2 separate regions of the Sus scrofa genome follow, and region 1 is linked to region 2. A link is a contact called in public Hi-C data. All regions are on one chromosome and are shown on one strand. Each heading gives the region's core, a stretch centred on a gene start, on an enhancer-like site or on the middle of the called end of the contact. The rest is flanking DNA. Distances are from core to core; before and after follow the strand shown.

Region 1 (4,107 bases), core at 561-3,060, 160 kb before region 2:
CTGTGACCTACACCACAGCTCATGGCAACGCCGGATCCTTAAACCACTGAGCAAGGGCAGGGATCCAACCCGCAACCTCGTGGTTCCTAGTCGGATTCGTTAACCACTGCGCCACGACGGGAACTCCAGCTGCAGCTTGTATTCTATCCCTAGCCTGGGAACTTCCATATGACTTGAGTGCAACCCTAAAAAGCAAAAGAAAAGAAGGGAGGAAAGAAGGAAGAAAAAGAAAGAAAGAAAAAGAAAGAAAGAAAGAAGAAAGAAAGGGTGGGAACAGTGAGCGATTAAATCAGAATCTTGGGGGGGGGCGGTGACAGAGCGTTGTTTTTGTTGATTTGTTGTTAAATTCCTAGATGATTCTAATACATGTTCAAGGATGAGCATCATTAGTTCAGTTTTACTGGTTACCATTTAGATAAGACTCCTTAGCAAATATTACCTCAGTAGATTCCCATTTTGACTTCTCACTGAAATTCTTCAATACTGCCTAATTTAGAATCAGTTCAGATTAGCAAACCTGACACTTATGTGCCAGTCACTTGCTAGGTGCCAGGGGGTTGCAGATGAATAAAATCCGGCCCCTGCCCTTACACAGCTTGTACCCTAGTGGAAAAAAAAAAAGACTGTAAAAATTAAAACAGAAACCTCAATTAAAATAGAGTCGAGAGGCTAGAAGGAGGAGGTCTCATGAAGAGCCCAACAGGAAGAAGAAAGACTTCCTCTTCTTTCCTGGAAAGATCTCAGCCATGAGAGACTGTCACAAATCAGCCAATGAAAAACCACTATTCTTCACACTCCTCCAAGGGACTCCGTTCACTACAGCCCTCCTAACTTCCTTTTCCCCTCTGTAAGAGTTCTCCTCTCCTTATAGTTGGGGACTTGCATGGGACTTGCATGTCGCTTGCCATGGTTGCAGATCCTGAACTGCAATTCTTTGCCAATCCAAAGCAACCCGTTTTGGCTGAAGGAATAACTGGCAGTCAGTTTGTCTCAGGTAACAAGACCGTAAATGAGTAACTTCAATATAATGCCATGGATTATGTAATAGAAGTACACAAGGAGAACTACGAGGGTATGGCCAGAGACATCCTTCTGGGAGTTCAAGGAGGTCTCCCTGGAGGAGACGGTCATGTAGTGTCCAGTTTGCTCAATCCCCTCAGAAGCTAAGTGCCTGGCCCAAGATAATACACCATGTAGGGGCCAAAACAGAGACAAAATCCTGTTATCTGATAACTAATCTTATGCCATTCAATGACTTTGAAAGTTGGGACAAAAGACCTGACGCAAGAATGCAGGGAACACCCCCTTTTCCAGAATATCCCCTTCCTATAATCCACACCATCGCATTTGAAATGGGCCACCAAGGCATCAGCCTGGAGATGCTATTAGTGAAGGCAGCCCTCTCAGGCAGCTTGACCTGGCACAAAAATTGTCAGATTAATGGCATCAGGAAATTTGCAAATCAAATAGTTCATTACTTATGATACTACACTTGCAAACAGGATTATGTTGATGATGCGCTATAAATAGCATTTTAAAGAGACTCCCTCAAGGCAGACAGGGCTGAAATCTTGCTAGTCAGGCTTTTAAAGTAAGGGTTATTGAACCGCTAAATAGCTGAAGCCCTGGAGGTCAGAGATTAGCAGCCCAGTGTGGTTTTGGAGAGCTGGGATTCTGCTCATGATTGCATGTTGTGACATCTTTTCACCAAAAGATGAAATAGCAGAGCAATCGATGAGAGAACCATCATGAGAGCCTTCTTTCATGCCAGAATGGAGCCAGTGCTGCAGCCTGAGCCAGGCGTGACCACACTGAGCCGTTGCCCAAGCCAAGAAAACTACATCAACATCCCCAGGGGGGTGAGGGCTGGATGAGCATGAGTTCAGAGCAGCACCTGAAGGCTATGACCTTGACTGCAGTTGCCACATCTGTCAGTTTCCCAGCACATCCCTCTGAATACACCTGTCTCACTGTATAATCTTTGACCCTCCTGTCTCAAGAAACCCAGCTAGTCTTTACAAGACTAGACATTGTCCCTTTTCCAAAGTGTAGAGATGATACTCACGGAAGGTGGCATTAGTTCACCCAAGTCCAGTCTGGCTCTATGTGAAGAATTTCCTGCTTGCTGCATATGTTCACATTCCATATTCTATTTGAAGGTCAGACTGGGAAGATCTTCCCTCCTAGTGAGATTATATTCTCTAATTTTTTTTTCACTCCATTGCCCCAGAGCATTTCTTTCTGGCACATCAATACAGTAAAGTCTAAGTAAGTTAGCGTTTGGAAAAGACGACATGAAATTAAAATCTGAACTGAAATATTCTATTTTAAACATAGAGGTATTATAAGTACATGATTAAAAATGTTTTTCCCCATATAAAATTTTTGGCAAAGTTGCTTTGAAAAATAAAGAAGGATCATTTAAGGTCTATATATCAAATGTGAAGAACTAGGGCTGCTTATTTTCCTAAGCGAGCTCAACATGTCCCCTAGAATTCCCTATGTCCTGTTAATGTGCTTTGAAAAGTTGCTCTTTATAAGTAACCGAAGGTAAATATAATCCTCTTTGTCCAAATGCTTATGAATTCTAAGTCGATATAATCCTATTTCACTTAAGTCTTTTCTTCTCCATTTTACAAATGTGCCTCCCCCCCCACCACCACGTGCCCCCACCTCACCAAATCCACTTAGACCATCATTGACTTGTCAGTCTCAATTGTCTCCATTTGCTCGGGAACTCATTCAGGTAGAGTGATATCCTTTCAATAAAGACAAAATAAACTCAAAATGGCTTAAAGACTTAAACATAAGATATGACACCATAAAACTCCTATGAGAGAACATAGGCAAAGCATTCTCTGAAATAAATTGTAGCAATGTTTTCTTAGGTCAATCTCCTGAGGCAATAGGATTAAAAGCAAAAATAAGAAATGGTTCTTAATCAAACTTACAAGTTTTTGCACAGCAAAGGAAATTATCAGAAACATGAAACACAGCCTACAGACTGAAACAAAATATCTACAATCAGTGCAACTGACAAGGGCTTAAATTCCAAAATATACAAACAGCTCATCCAACTCAATAACAAACAAACGACCCAATCAAAAAATGAGCAGAAGACCTAAATAGACATTTCTCCAAAGAAGACATACACATTGGCCAACAGGCACATGAAAAGATGCTCAACATTGCTAACTATAGAGAAATGCAAACCAAAACTACCATGAGGTACCACCTTAAAACTAGTCGGAATGGCCATAATCCAAAAGTTTACAAAGAATAAATGCTAAAGAGGGTGTGCAGAAAAGAGAACCCTTCCACACTGCTGGTGAGAATGTAAACTGGTACAACCACTATGGAAAATAGTGCAGAGATTCCTTAAAAAACTTAAAATAGACTTACCATACGATCTAGCAATCCCACTGCTGGGCATGTATTTGGAGAAAACTCTAATTCAAAAAGATACACGGAAAATAAAAATTTTAAAAATTAAGGATTTCCTATGGTGGCTCAGCCGGTTAAGAATCTGACTAGTATCCATGAGGATGCTGGTTCAATCCCTGGCCTCCTCAGTGGGTTGGGGATCCAGCATTGCCATGAGCTGTGGTATAGGTCTCAGATGTGGCTCAGATCTGGCATTGCTGTGGCTATAGTGTAGGCCAGCAGCTGTAGCTTTGATTGGATCCCTAGCCTGGGAATTTTCCTATGCTGTGGGTGCAAAAAAAATTTTTTTAATTAAAAAAATACACGCACCCCAGTGTTCATCGCAGCCCCTTTTACAATAGCCAAGTCATGGAAGCAACCTAAATGTCCATCCATAGATGAATGGATAAAAAAAGATGTGGTATATATAAACAATAGACTACTACTCAGCCATAAAAAAGAATGAAATAAAGCCATTTGCAGTAGCATGGATGGACTTAGAGATTGTCATACTAAGTGAGGTAAGGCAGAAAGAGAAAAAGAAATATCATATGATATCACTTATATGTGGAATCTAAAATATGACATATATGAACTTATTTCCAAAACAGAAAGAGACTCACAGACTTCAAAGACAAACTTATGGATACCAAACAGGAAAAGGAGTGGGAGAGGGTAAATTAG
Region 2 (4,084 bases), core at 791-3,290:
TTAGAAGAGATATTGAGCTATGGCAAAATTATGATTCCTTGAGAGTAACCTTGAAGGAAATGAACAAGTCAAATCATTAAGGACACGAAAGAGAAGGGTTTCCCCATCATGTTCAATCATAACAATCCCCTCTCCTGGAACAGAGAATTCATAACAGGTACAGGAAATGGATGGGTAGCATCTCAGAAATGATGACCTCTGAGAAAGGTGGGCCGGCGGCAAGCAATGAGGAGAATTCCAATGTTCATATTAAATCACTTTAAATTTATTCTGGCATGTCCCACCTTTAAAGTTTAGAGGAAGGGCAGAATGTCACAAATTGGCACGATTATTTATAAAATGTAGTGTTTCATAATATATCATATTTGATAAAATATAGACACTGAAAGAGAAACTTCCCTGCCAAGAGCATCCTGAAGACAAGGATTGAAGACAGGTGTGGAGCAAAAGCATTTGTCTGACTGTGAGGATGAGACTGAGTCTTACGAGCGTGAGAAGCCTCCATCTAATAGCTGTCATTACTTAGAGGACAGACTTGGAACTGTAACTGAAAGGCAATTGTTCCTATAAGCCTGCTCCCAACTTCTGGGTCCCTGGTACCTGCAGGGATAGGGGAGTTGGCAGGGCTGGTCTCAGCTGTTAAGTCAGGAGGATTACATGTTATAATTTGAGGGACAGTCTCCCCATCTCTCCCTCCCTGACACTTTCTCAGTGAAACGCATCCTATTTTCAGGGAGTGGGGGTGGAGTAGGAGGTTAGTACATTGCTTCCGCAAGACCCTTGAGGAAACAAAGGTGGACTCATAAGGGATCAGGAACATACCAGAAATGACCTTCATCCCCTCCCTTGGAGGGGCTCGGGGCACCACCTGGTAGGAGAGGGTGTGGTGAGATTGGGAATCGGAAGAAGAGGATCAAAGTTGGGAGGTGTGGGTAGGGTGCAGTGGGAATGAGCCATTGGGTATCCTGTGGGAAGTAAACGGACCTGGGAAACAAGGAGAAGGAAAAGGAAGACGTGGAGGTTTTTCCTAATTCTGAGAAGAGAAACATATTTCCCTTCTGCATCCGCCTTGCCTCACTCTTGGGCACAGGGCACAGTCAACTTCATTTCATCCAACTGGCCTGACTATGAGGGAGGGGGGCTCAGCATGGGCTCGGAGTTACTGGTATCCCTTAGTACATTCAGATGTCCTTAAATGCTTCCAATTTCCCTTCCTCAGGTTTGCTGTTCCAGGAAAGAAGGTTCTAAATTAATACTCGACAAACTCCCCCTGTGTGTGGGTTTGCAAAATTAATGATCCTAATGGAAAAGTAAATTAATCTTTGATGCTTGGTTGAGGCTAAGAGAAAATGTTTTGGGTCTTAATACACCCCTTCCATAGCATTCTCTCCCTCCCTCCCGTGCTAGCCACAATGCAGCTTGAAAACTCCATCTCTGAATCCAAAGGGCCATGTTGCTAGCATTTAGCAAATGCCTGGTTGGTGCAGGACAGTGCCACTGTGCCCAAGAGAAGCCAGGAAAGGCTGCATAGAGGAAGCCACCTGATGCGATGTTCCGCCCTTGTCACGTTTTACTTGCACTTTCTAAATTCCCGGTTTGAAAAGACTGCAGTAAACGTTTTGTAAAATGTAAACAAGGCGTTCATAGCTTCTTCAATTTCAGGAAGCGGCAGCAGCTGACACAGCAGCTTTGCCAAAAGCCCCATCACAGGTCTGAGGGTTCACAGATCTCTTGGGATTCAGGGAGAGGTTAAGGGAATCGGAAGTTCTCAGACTGCCTGGCTGTGTTTTTCTACCAGAGCCTCTGCAGCACCGCATCGCTCAGTTCCTTTCAACTGAAAAATTAAATCTGCGCTCCTGTCAAAATCTGTCATCTGCACACCCGGACACTCATCCCAGTTCACCATGCACCCCGCAGAGGCAGAGTCCAGGTGGAAAGGGTGGCGCAGCCCCACTTCCGAGGTCTGCGAAGGCCGGGTGTCTGGAGGGAGCTCAACAACTGGTGTCCCAGGAGTGTTCGGCAAAGCCGGCTCCGGGGGTGCCACGGGCGCCTCGGTGCTATGAAAAGAGCTAGTGTCCGTCCATTTCCTCGGGTGTGCATCACACTCCCTGGCTGGGCCTCCGGGAGGAAATTCACGGAGGACACAGCGCCGTAGAACCTGCTGAATACACATCAAAACCAGAGGTGCGTGTGTGAAGGGGGAGGGAGGAGATTTTCCAGAGGCTTTTTTTCTTCGAGGTCTTTTTATCCTTTGGGCCCCACGGCTGGTGGGTTCTTTGAATGTAAACTCTTGAAAGGGGCTGGGAGGAGCCTCTTTTACGCCCGGTGGAGTCTCCTGCTCCTCGGTAAATGCTGAGTGACAGCTGCAATTTCGGCCTGGAAGATCCGGTGGGGATTGGGGCTGGGGGACCCTCGCGCGCGGGCGTGCGCGGCTCGGGGCCGGACCCGGGAGCCCCGCGAGAGGCGGGCCGCGCGGTCGGGCCGGGGCGCCGTCTGCCGGCGCGGGGAGGGGGCTCCACCTGGTCGCCCCGCCGCGGCCGGAGGGGCGGGGCCGGCTTCCCCGAGGCGGTGGCGCCTCCTCGCGCCCGAGCGTGCTCCGCGGCGTCCGGCGCACGCGCGAGGCCGGGAGGGAGCGCGCCCCGGCAGCGGCGGGAGGAGGCGGAGGAGGAGGAGGAGGTGGGCGGCGGCCGGCCGGCGGCGGAGGAGGGCGGCGGAGGAGAGGCTGGCCGCGCGCGCGGTGGTGGCAGCGGCGGCGCCGGCGACCGGAGCCGGGCGGAGTGGGGCGCGAGGGAGGGGGCGGAGGGGGAGGGCGGCGCAGGGGAGCGAGAGCCGCCTTTCCAGGTCCCAACTACGAGCCGCGAGTTTGTAGATGGGGCTGCTCGGCGGCGCCTGCGGCTGAGGAAGAGCAGCGGCGGCCGGCGGACGGGAGCGGCGGCGGCGGCGGCGCGGAGGCGGCCGAGGTGCGAGCCGGTGAGTTGCCGGGGCCCCACGTCGCTCGGGTAACGGTCTCGGCGCGCGCGGGGCCGGCTGCGGGGGCGCCCTGTTGCTCACGGCTGCGGGCCACGCGGGGACCCTGGCCCGCCCCGCCCCCTCGGCACCTGGGCGCGGGCGGCGGCGGGGGCTGCTCCGCTCGGGCCGCGCGGAAGGGACGCGCTCTGCCGGGCCCCTGGCTCCCGGGCTGCGGGCGGGCGGAGCGCGGCAACGTGCCTGGCCCATGCCGCCGGCCGCCGCGCCGCGCCCGGCTCTCGCCAGCGTGCTCCCCGGCGGGGGCCGGGCTGGGGCTGGGGTCGCGCGGGGGCCCTCCGGGCGCAGGGCAGCGGCGCGGGGCGCGGACCCCCTCTGCGGCGGGAGCGGTGGGAAAGCGTGAATGGAGGGCTGCGCCGGGGGCGGCGGCGGCCGTGACGGACACCTCCGGGGTCCGTCTCGGGAGGGGGCGACGCAGCCGACCTCGGGCCGCCTCCCCAGCCCCGAGTCGTTGGGGGAGGAGGCTTTCTGCAAGTCCTGCCGCTACTTCCGAGGCACGAGACTCCAGTTGTTTGAGCAGAGTGCTTGGGGGCCGAGCACACGCGGCTCCGGAGGCGGTTGCGGCCGAGGCAGTGCTTTCCGATTCTGGGTACGCGTGTCTGGAACCCGAAAGGTGCTGGGGCTTTTTCTTTTTCTTTCTTTCTTTCTTTCTTTTTTTTTTTTGTTTTTTTGGCGGGGTGAAGGGCCAGGAAGGGAGTCGAGTCGACTGAGGGATCTTACGGTCGTTGTGATGACAGGATGTGGATGGTTGGTTGGTGGGTGTTTTTTGCAGAAGGATTTTTTTTTTTTTTTAACACTTTCTTGGGAGTTTCGTCTCCGTCTCCGCAGCTCCTGGGATTACAGCGCGTGATTCCATCCGTTCAACTTCCATCAGCTGGGGCATGTAAGCAGGGTTGGGGGCAGGCGAGGGACGGAGTTGAAGGCTGGTGGGGAATCTCAGGAAAATTCTCCGCCTGACTTACAAACAGCTGGTTACATTTTACTCCTTTTCTATGCCTTTGGGGTGTTGGAATTTGACTTTATGCCTCCTGAATTGGCCTCCTTGTAATACGCCTTGGAA

Evidence for each region. Hi-C and Micro-C count contacts between places; a contact is called where the count stands out from the background.
Region 1: a Hi-C map of liver shows a contact between it and region 2, with 4 times the contacts expected there. The contact joins the enhancer-like site here to the promoter of MPP6 in region 2. A contact is called at or near these places in 1 of 5 promoter capture datasets (liver), 11 of 47 Hi-C or Micro-C datasets (embryonic fibroblasts, fetal heart ventricle, fetal liver and 4 more) and 1 of 2 datasets of contacts at active chromatin or transcription factors (skeletal muscle).

What each region holds. Positions count from the first base shown.
Region 1 is chr18:47,873,389-47,877,495 of Sscrofa11.1, reverse strand. No RefSeq gene overlaps it. Among named protein-coding and RNA genes, the nearest start is that of NPY, 120 kb to the left of the region's middle. Within about 2 kb of position 1,810, at least 1 of the 83 cell types and tissues checked has an H3K27ac peak or open chromatin away from gene starts, as enhancers often do. A contact at or near this core is called in liver, where this site is marked.
Region 2 is chr18:47,709,389-47,713,472 of Sscrofa11.1, reverse strand. MPP6 (MAGUK p55 subfamily member 6) reads left to right here and starts at 2,040. Exons shown (of 12, transcript XM_021079256.1): 1 at 2,040-2,184.